2 separate regions of the Mus musculus genome follow, and region 1 is linked to region 2. The links are chromatin contacts, called in public HiChIP or PLAC-seq maps. All regions are on one chromosome and are shown on one strand. The core of a region is the stretch at or near the end of the contact, and the rest is flanking DNA. Distances in the headings are between cores, read along the strand shown. Region 1 holds the start of Plxnb1 (plexin B1). Region 2 holds the start of Celsr3 (cadherin, EGF LAG seven-pass G-type receptor 3).

Region 1 (3,210 bases), core at 456-2,955, 270 kb after region 2:
GGGGTGATCTGAGGTCTAAGGGAGGGGTATTTTGGAAAGCAGGCAGATGAGCTATAGAACCCTGTCTTAATTAGTTTCTCTTGCAATGAAATACCATGACCAAAAAGCAAGTTGGGGAGGAAAGGGTTTATTTGGCTTACACTTCCACATCATTGTTAATCACTGACAGGAACAGAACAGGACAGGACAGGACAGGAACTCAAGCAGGGCCAGAACCTCGTGGAGGGGTGCCGCTTACTGCTCAGTATGCTTTCTTACAGAACCCAGGGCTACCAGCCCAGGGGGGCCCCACCCTCAATGGACTGGGACCGCCCCTGTCAATCACTAATTAAGAAGATGCCCTACAGGGGGATCTTATGGAGCGATTTCTCCACTGAAGTTCATTCTTTCAGATAACTCAAGCTTCTGTCAAGTTGACATAAATCAAGCCAGCACCCCACCCCCACCCCACCCCACGGGAGTCTGAGGGTGTGATGGTAGAGCAGCCTGGCATCAGCCCTTAGTGAAGTGGCAGATACGGAAGACGGCTTCCCCCGATTTAGAGCCCTCTAACCTTAGAGGCTTCCAGGTGACGTATATGCAGTTTTTCCCTTTCTGGACACTATGCCAATGGCCTTGAGCCAAAGTCCTTCAAAAGCCCTCAGGATGGGTCAGGTCCTGGCTCCACAGATTGCCATTGGCAAGCCCGGGTGTGAACCGCCCTGCATAAAGCCCTCAGGAGAGAACCTCTGCCCAGGGTTTCCTTCCCAGAAAGACCCAGGTGTTTTCCAAGGAGGGAGTCCAGACTTGCTCAAGGCTTCTGAGTTCTGCATGGCTCCAGGTACAGGCCGTGGAGGAGGGAAGGAAATAAGACCCTACTTCTGCACCTCACAGCCAGTATGCCCTGCTTACACAGTTCAGCTTTGGTGGTATTACCCCCTATTAGTCAGGGAGCAAAAAGGTCGGGGTGTGTGTGTGTGGGGGGGGAAGGGGTGTCAGGTTACATGGCTTAGTGATGGCGCAAACTCAGGTCCAAAGCCCGGGCTCTCTTCAAACAGCCAGGGGTGGGGGCCGGAAGGAGAGGTTGGGTGTTGTGGAGTATTGAAAGAAGGAAAGGTGGGCAGGGCCAGGTGAGAAGAGGAGAAGCTGGCGTCTAGGAGACCAGGTGAAGAAAGTTGGGGGGAGAGGATGGCTCCAAGGGCCGGGATCTAGAAGGGAATGAGGGCGCTCCGGGCGCTGGGCGAGGTGCGTTGGGGATAGTCAAGATGGTGGTTATGGAACAGGCAGAGCAGGTGTGGGGCACAAGTCCCTCGAACTCTGGCAGGACGGGGAAAGGCTCCAGTGCTGTATCTCAACGCCCAGGTAATAAGGCTCGCAACCATGGCCGTAGCCTCTTGGTCCTAAGCGGCGCGCAGGTGAGGCCCGGCTGGGCGGGGCGGACCGCCCACGCTCCCGGCTCCGCTCCTCACCCTACACGTCTGCGTTGCCATGACTACCGCCCGGGCGCTGCAGCCCCCATTTAATGAGAGGGGTTGATCACCCCCCCAGGCCCTTCACAAACTCGGATCCCGCGGGACCGGAATGCGGGGTCCCGGATGGCTGGGGCCGCGTACCCCGTTCTCCCGGCAGCTTCCGGCCTGGTCCGGGCGGCGCGCGGGGGGAGGGCGGCCCGACGGGCGGGGGGTGGGGGGGTGGAAGGAGCGGAGCCCGGGCCGGCCGACGCGGCTTTGTCTCCTTTGTTCCCAGCGGAGGCAGCGCCGCGGCGGGAGGGGCGGGCGGCGGGCGCAGTTTTTTCCGCCCCTCGGTCTCCGGGTAACAGCTGCGGCTCCGCCAGACCCACCTCCGAGGGGAGGGAAGGCCGCCGCGCGCAGATCTGAGCTAGCCCGGAGCTGCGGGCGGACGCCTCGCCGCGCGCATCCCGCAGGAGGGTCGGGCGGTGAGTTGCGAGACTTGGGCAGGGAAGGCGGGGTTGCAGGCGAGAGCCGCGCGCACCCAGGTGGAACGGCCCGAGGCCTCGATCCCGCTGGGCACAGGCAGCCGGAGTGGTGTCTCCGGTGGGTGGCTTCGGTCCTCAGAGTTGGGACCACACTCGCGCGCGCGAAGGCAAACTCTGGCGGCACCGCCTGTAACGCGATTGGGAGACAGAGGAGGTGGAGCTGCTCCTCCGCGCCCCCTCCTCGCTGCCGCCACCGCCGCTTTCGGGACCGGCCGGCCCCTTCCCCGCCCTCCCTGGGCCACTGGTGGGGTCTTTGTCCCGTGGAGCGGCGGAGGGAGGAGGGTTGAGGATGAGTCGAAGCAAGGAAGTGGAGGCTTCCCCATAGGATAACAGATCTTTCAGGCAGAGACTGACAAAGGAGGACCACGAGCCTTTTAACACTTGGACTCTGTCTCGGTACCCACACACCCAGCCGGTGCTTGACGAGCGCCTTAATTTATGGCGGGTGTCTGGTAAATGATGGCTCCCTTCCACCCTACTCAACATCCAGACGGCAGGTGTGTAGTGCACACCACTTCACTGTCAAAAAGTAACTCTCCCTTTTAAGTGGATACTGGGATAGGGGCGGGAGTGTGGGTGGCCGAGCTCAGAAAGGGAAGGCCAGTTTCCCCCAACTCCCAGACAAGTGCAGATGTGGAAGGGGCTGAATTTGTGAGTCTTCTTGGTTGTGAGAGCAGCTGCAGGAGAGGGTTAGGTGTTGCTTGTCCTTTGCAGAAGTCAGGCAACCAGTCTTGGGCCCTGCCGTAGGGTTTCGGGGAGTGTGGGTTCTAAAGAGGCCTATGGGGCAGGCCTGGGCACAGGCAGAGTTAGTTAGACTTTGGCGATGAGCCTGGACAGCCTGAGATGTGGGGAGTTAGGGAGGAGATACTGGCAGTGCAAGTTAGGGACGTGAGGCTTGGCTCCAAATAAGCCCTAGTCCGATCATTAATAAAACTGGGCCGATTCCTCGGCTTTTGAGATGCTAAGAGGCTTGAAAGCGGAGTGTGAGCTCCATATTACCCCTCTAGTCTGGATCTCCTTGGCAGTGAAATGGGGGCTCTGTCACCATGTAGGGAACACCTGCTCTGCGTTGGGTCTGCTGGTTACTGGAGCCTTCTTATAAAAAGCAGGTACTCTCTGCCTTTAAAGAGCTCTTGTCTAGGGTGGGAGGACGGAACAGAAGAAAATGGTCTCGGGGCCCACTCATGCCAGGTACACCCCAGAGGAGTCCTTCCTCCCCTCCCACTAATGGGAAA
Region 2 (3,190 bases), core at 573-3,072:
AGAAAACAAGGTGAGGGAACGGCTTACCAACAGCAGCCACAAACGGGGGAAAAGTGGGAGACAGTCTCACGCCCGCAGCCGCCTCGAATGTCGTCTCTAGTAGACGCCACGGAGACGTCAAAGGTGGAGGCCAGTCACCAGCCCTGCATGAGGGGAAAACGGAACGATTTCCCTCAGCCAAGGTGCCTTACTTAACACATCTGCCCACGCGGCAAGAGCCGGGATGGCATCCTAAAAGTGCTGCTCAGGCAACTCGTACCGGAAGTCCAGATCCCTAAGGTCATTCAGGGGTCTCCTCTGTGATTCCAGCTGGTTTCCTCCTTGTTCAACCTGAGATTTGCGCTTTCCACTAGCTAGTCTGTGGACCCACAGAGCGGCGGGCGCTTCAAAACCAGGTCCCGCTCCTCTCTTCTCTAGTCAGGAACTACAATCCTACGGAGTACTTTCTTTAGTGCCGCTGTACATAGTCCACCTACACGCACAAATGGTGTATCTGTCACGGAACTCTGACTTGAGTCTTAAGACTTAACGACCCCAAACACTACAGCTGATACCCATGGGTCAGATCACAGCAGCCTCGTCCAGTGCAACCCGAGTGAGCCAAACCTCCCCGAAGCAAAGAAACCCAGGAGCGAGAGAATGCGTTGATTGGTTGCTGGTGATGTCATAGCTACCATTTGGGGGCGGGCCAGAGGTCTTGGCCAGGAGTTCTTGGACTGTTTGAAGTAGTAACCACTCAGCCGGGGGAACCGCACCCAGGGCAATGTTCTGGGGTCCTAGGCCTGACTCCTGTCTCGGTGTCAGAATGAATGAGTCCCCTGCACCTTGCGTTGCAGCTCATCACCGATGCCAAGTTTGGAGGCTGATCAATATAGCGCGTCTTTTGGATTATTTCTGCTGGCTAGCGTGGAACCCGCGAGGCCCTCCTACCTCCCGCATACAATGGAGTCCTCCGAGAGGGGCGGGGTCTCCCATTGTGCCAATAGAAACAATGACACTCTAATTGGAATGCGCCGCCTTTCTCTAGGATTCTGTGACGTCTGTTGCGCCACATCTAGCTATTGGTTGGTTGAGATGCGCGCGTGCCAGGAGTTGGACGGAAAGCTAGACTGGACCAGGACTAGGGAGAACTGAGCTTCTGTCGGGTTCTTCAAGGGGTTAAAGGATGCAGTTGTCGCAGGCGAGGGGGCGGAGATCTGAGGAAGCTGGGTCCACAGTTGTACAACCCTGGGTTCCACGTGGCATCTCAGAACACTGGAAAGAACCATAGCCTAGAGAGACGTGGTGTCTCTCCCAAGTCTGGGAGACCGCTAGTGACTCTCGTGGCGGAGAAGAGTTGGCTTCTCTTCCTGTCTCAGAAGGGTCGTTTTCAGATCCTGTTCTGTAGGAGCAAACAAGGAGATTTTTGCGACATGTTTCTCATAAGTTAAACTTGTTAATAAACAGTTAACGCTATTGTTTGAACCAGGCCGGTGTCTGGCCATTATTTTCACAGTCCCAGGATTCTATATGGTAACCCTTCCCAGACCGATGACAGCACATTTTCAAACCAAAATGGGTGTTAGGGCTCGGAACTAGCGCTCTAAAGGGAGACGAGATTCTCGGTCTGAAGAAAGACTAGGAAGCCACGCTGGAATAGCGCACTAGGATGAGAGGGAGGGCGGTGGCAGAGTAGCGGAGAAACTCCCAGCTCCGTTCAGCACCGTGGGCAGCACTTCTGTTCTCAATAAAGATGGCGGTAACGGCTTCAGTCGCCAGAACTGCCATGCGCGACGGGCTGTACCACCAGGTTTGGGGCATCGGGGCGGAGGTGGAGCAAACCATCGGAGCGGCCGGGAGCCATGTTGGAGCGTCGGGAGGCGGCAGCGGCGTCGGGGATGCTGTGGTGGGGGCGGCAAAAGCCGGGGCCGTATGCCAAAGGGGCTCTGGCCGCGGAGTAGATGGTGCCCAGAGAGCAGTGGCGGCGCGGAGCGACGGGCAGAGGGGCGGAGGGCCGGGGCGGCGGCAGGGGCCCAGGAGGGGGCCAGAGCAGCGGGGCGGGCCCAAGGCCCGGACCCGGGCGGGGGGCGGCGGAGGCCGTGACGGGAGGCGGGGGTGATGGCGAGGCGGCCTCTATGGTGGGGTCTCCCGGGACCGTCGACCCCGGTACTACTGCTCCTTCTCCTCTCTTTGTTCCCTTTTAGCCGGGAGGAGCTGGGGGGCGGTGGGGACCAGGACTGGGACCCAGGGGTTGCTACTACTACTGGGCCAAGAGCGCAAATCGGCAGTGGAGCCGTAGCTCTTTGTCCCGAATCTCCCGGCGTCTGGGAAGATGGAGATCCTGGCCTGGGGGTCAGGGAGCCTGTCTTCATGAGGCTCCGAGTAGGTAGGCAAAACGCCCGGAATGGTCGAGGGGCCCCTGAGCAACCAAACGCGGAGGTGGTGGTCCAGGCATTGGGTAGTCGCGAGCAAGAGGCAGGTCAGGGTCCAGGGTATCTGTTATGTTGGCACCCAGAGATCTCCTCTTGTGGGCGGACAGGGCCTTTACGAAGAGGTAGCCTGCCACTCGATGCTCTGTCCCCAGGGGATTCTGATCTGAGGAACAGCTCTCCTCACCCTTCAGAACTTCTGGCTCAGCCTGATGGCTCCAGGCCAGTGGCCTTCCAGCGTAATGCTAGGAGAAGCATCCGCAAAAGAGTGGAAACCTCTCGCTGCTGCGGGAAGCTGTGGGAGCCAGGACACAAGGGTCAGGGTGAGAGATCCGCGACTTCCACAGTGGACAGGGGACCCTTTCGGCGGGACTGCCTCCCCGGCTCTTTAGGATCTGGCCTGGGGGAGGATTCAGCACCACGTGCTGTGAGGACAGCTCCTACGCCGGGTTCAGCACCTCGCGAGTCTCGGACAGCTCCCGGGCGCATGCGCTCCCGCGGTCTCTTCCGCCGCCGTTTCCTCTTTGAGCGCCCTGGGCCGCGCCCTCCCGGGTTTCCGACTGGTCCTGAAGCCAAGCAAATACTCTCAACTAACCAGGCTCGTCCTCGTCGTGCTGCAAACCGCCACCCGCAGTTTCCTCAATACAACTACCAGACACTGGTACCTGAAAATGAGGCAGCGGGCACATCAGTACTGCGCGTGGTGGCACAAGACCCGGACCCAGGCGAGGCCGGGCGCCTCATCTACTCGCTGGCGGCGCTCATGAACAGCCGCTCGCTGG

What was found. HiChIP or PLAC-seq counts read pairs in DNA pulled down with a chosen protein or histone mark.
Region 1: a contact with region 2 is called in an H3K4me3 HiChIP or PLAC-seq map of embryonic stem cells, with 17 read pairs. The contact joins the promoter of Plxnb1 here to the promoter of Celsr3 in region 2. A contact is called at or near these places in 2 of 39 promoter capture datasets (embryonic stem cells and liver), 3 of 484 Hi-C or Micro-C datasets (all in embryonic stem cells), 6 of 115 datasets of contacts at active chromatin or transcription factors (craniofacial prominence, embryonic limb bud and embryonic stem cells) and 2 of 9 other capture datasets (liver and pancreatic islet).

Annotation. Positions count from the first base shown.
Region 1 is chr9:109,093,731-109,096,940 of GRCm38.p6, forward strand. It overlaps Plxnb1 (plexin B1), which reads left to right and starts at 1,706. Exons shown (of 38, transcript NM_172775.2): 1 at 1,706-1,915. It overlaps Gm7628 (predicted gene 7628), which reads right to left. Exons shown (of 2, transcript NR_168955.1): 2 at 112-2,102.
Region 2 is chr9:108,824,223-108,827,412 of GRCm38.p6, forward strand. It overlaps Celsr3 (cadherin, EGF LAG seven-pass G-type receptor 3), which reads left to right and starts at 1,823. Exons shown (of 36, transcript NM_001359572.1): 1 at 1,823-3,190. The coding sequence starts at 2,098. Gm35025 (a long non-coding RNA gene) reads right to left here and starts at 1,898. Exons shown (of 2, transcript XR_871161.3): 1 at 260-1,898; 2 at 1-143.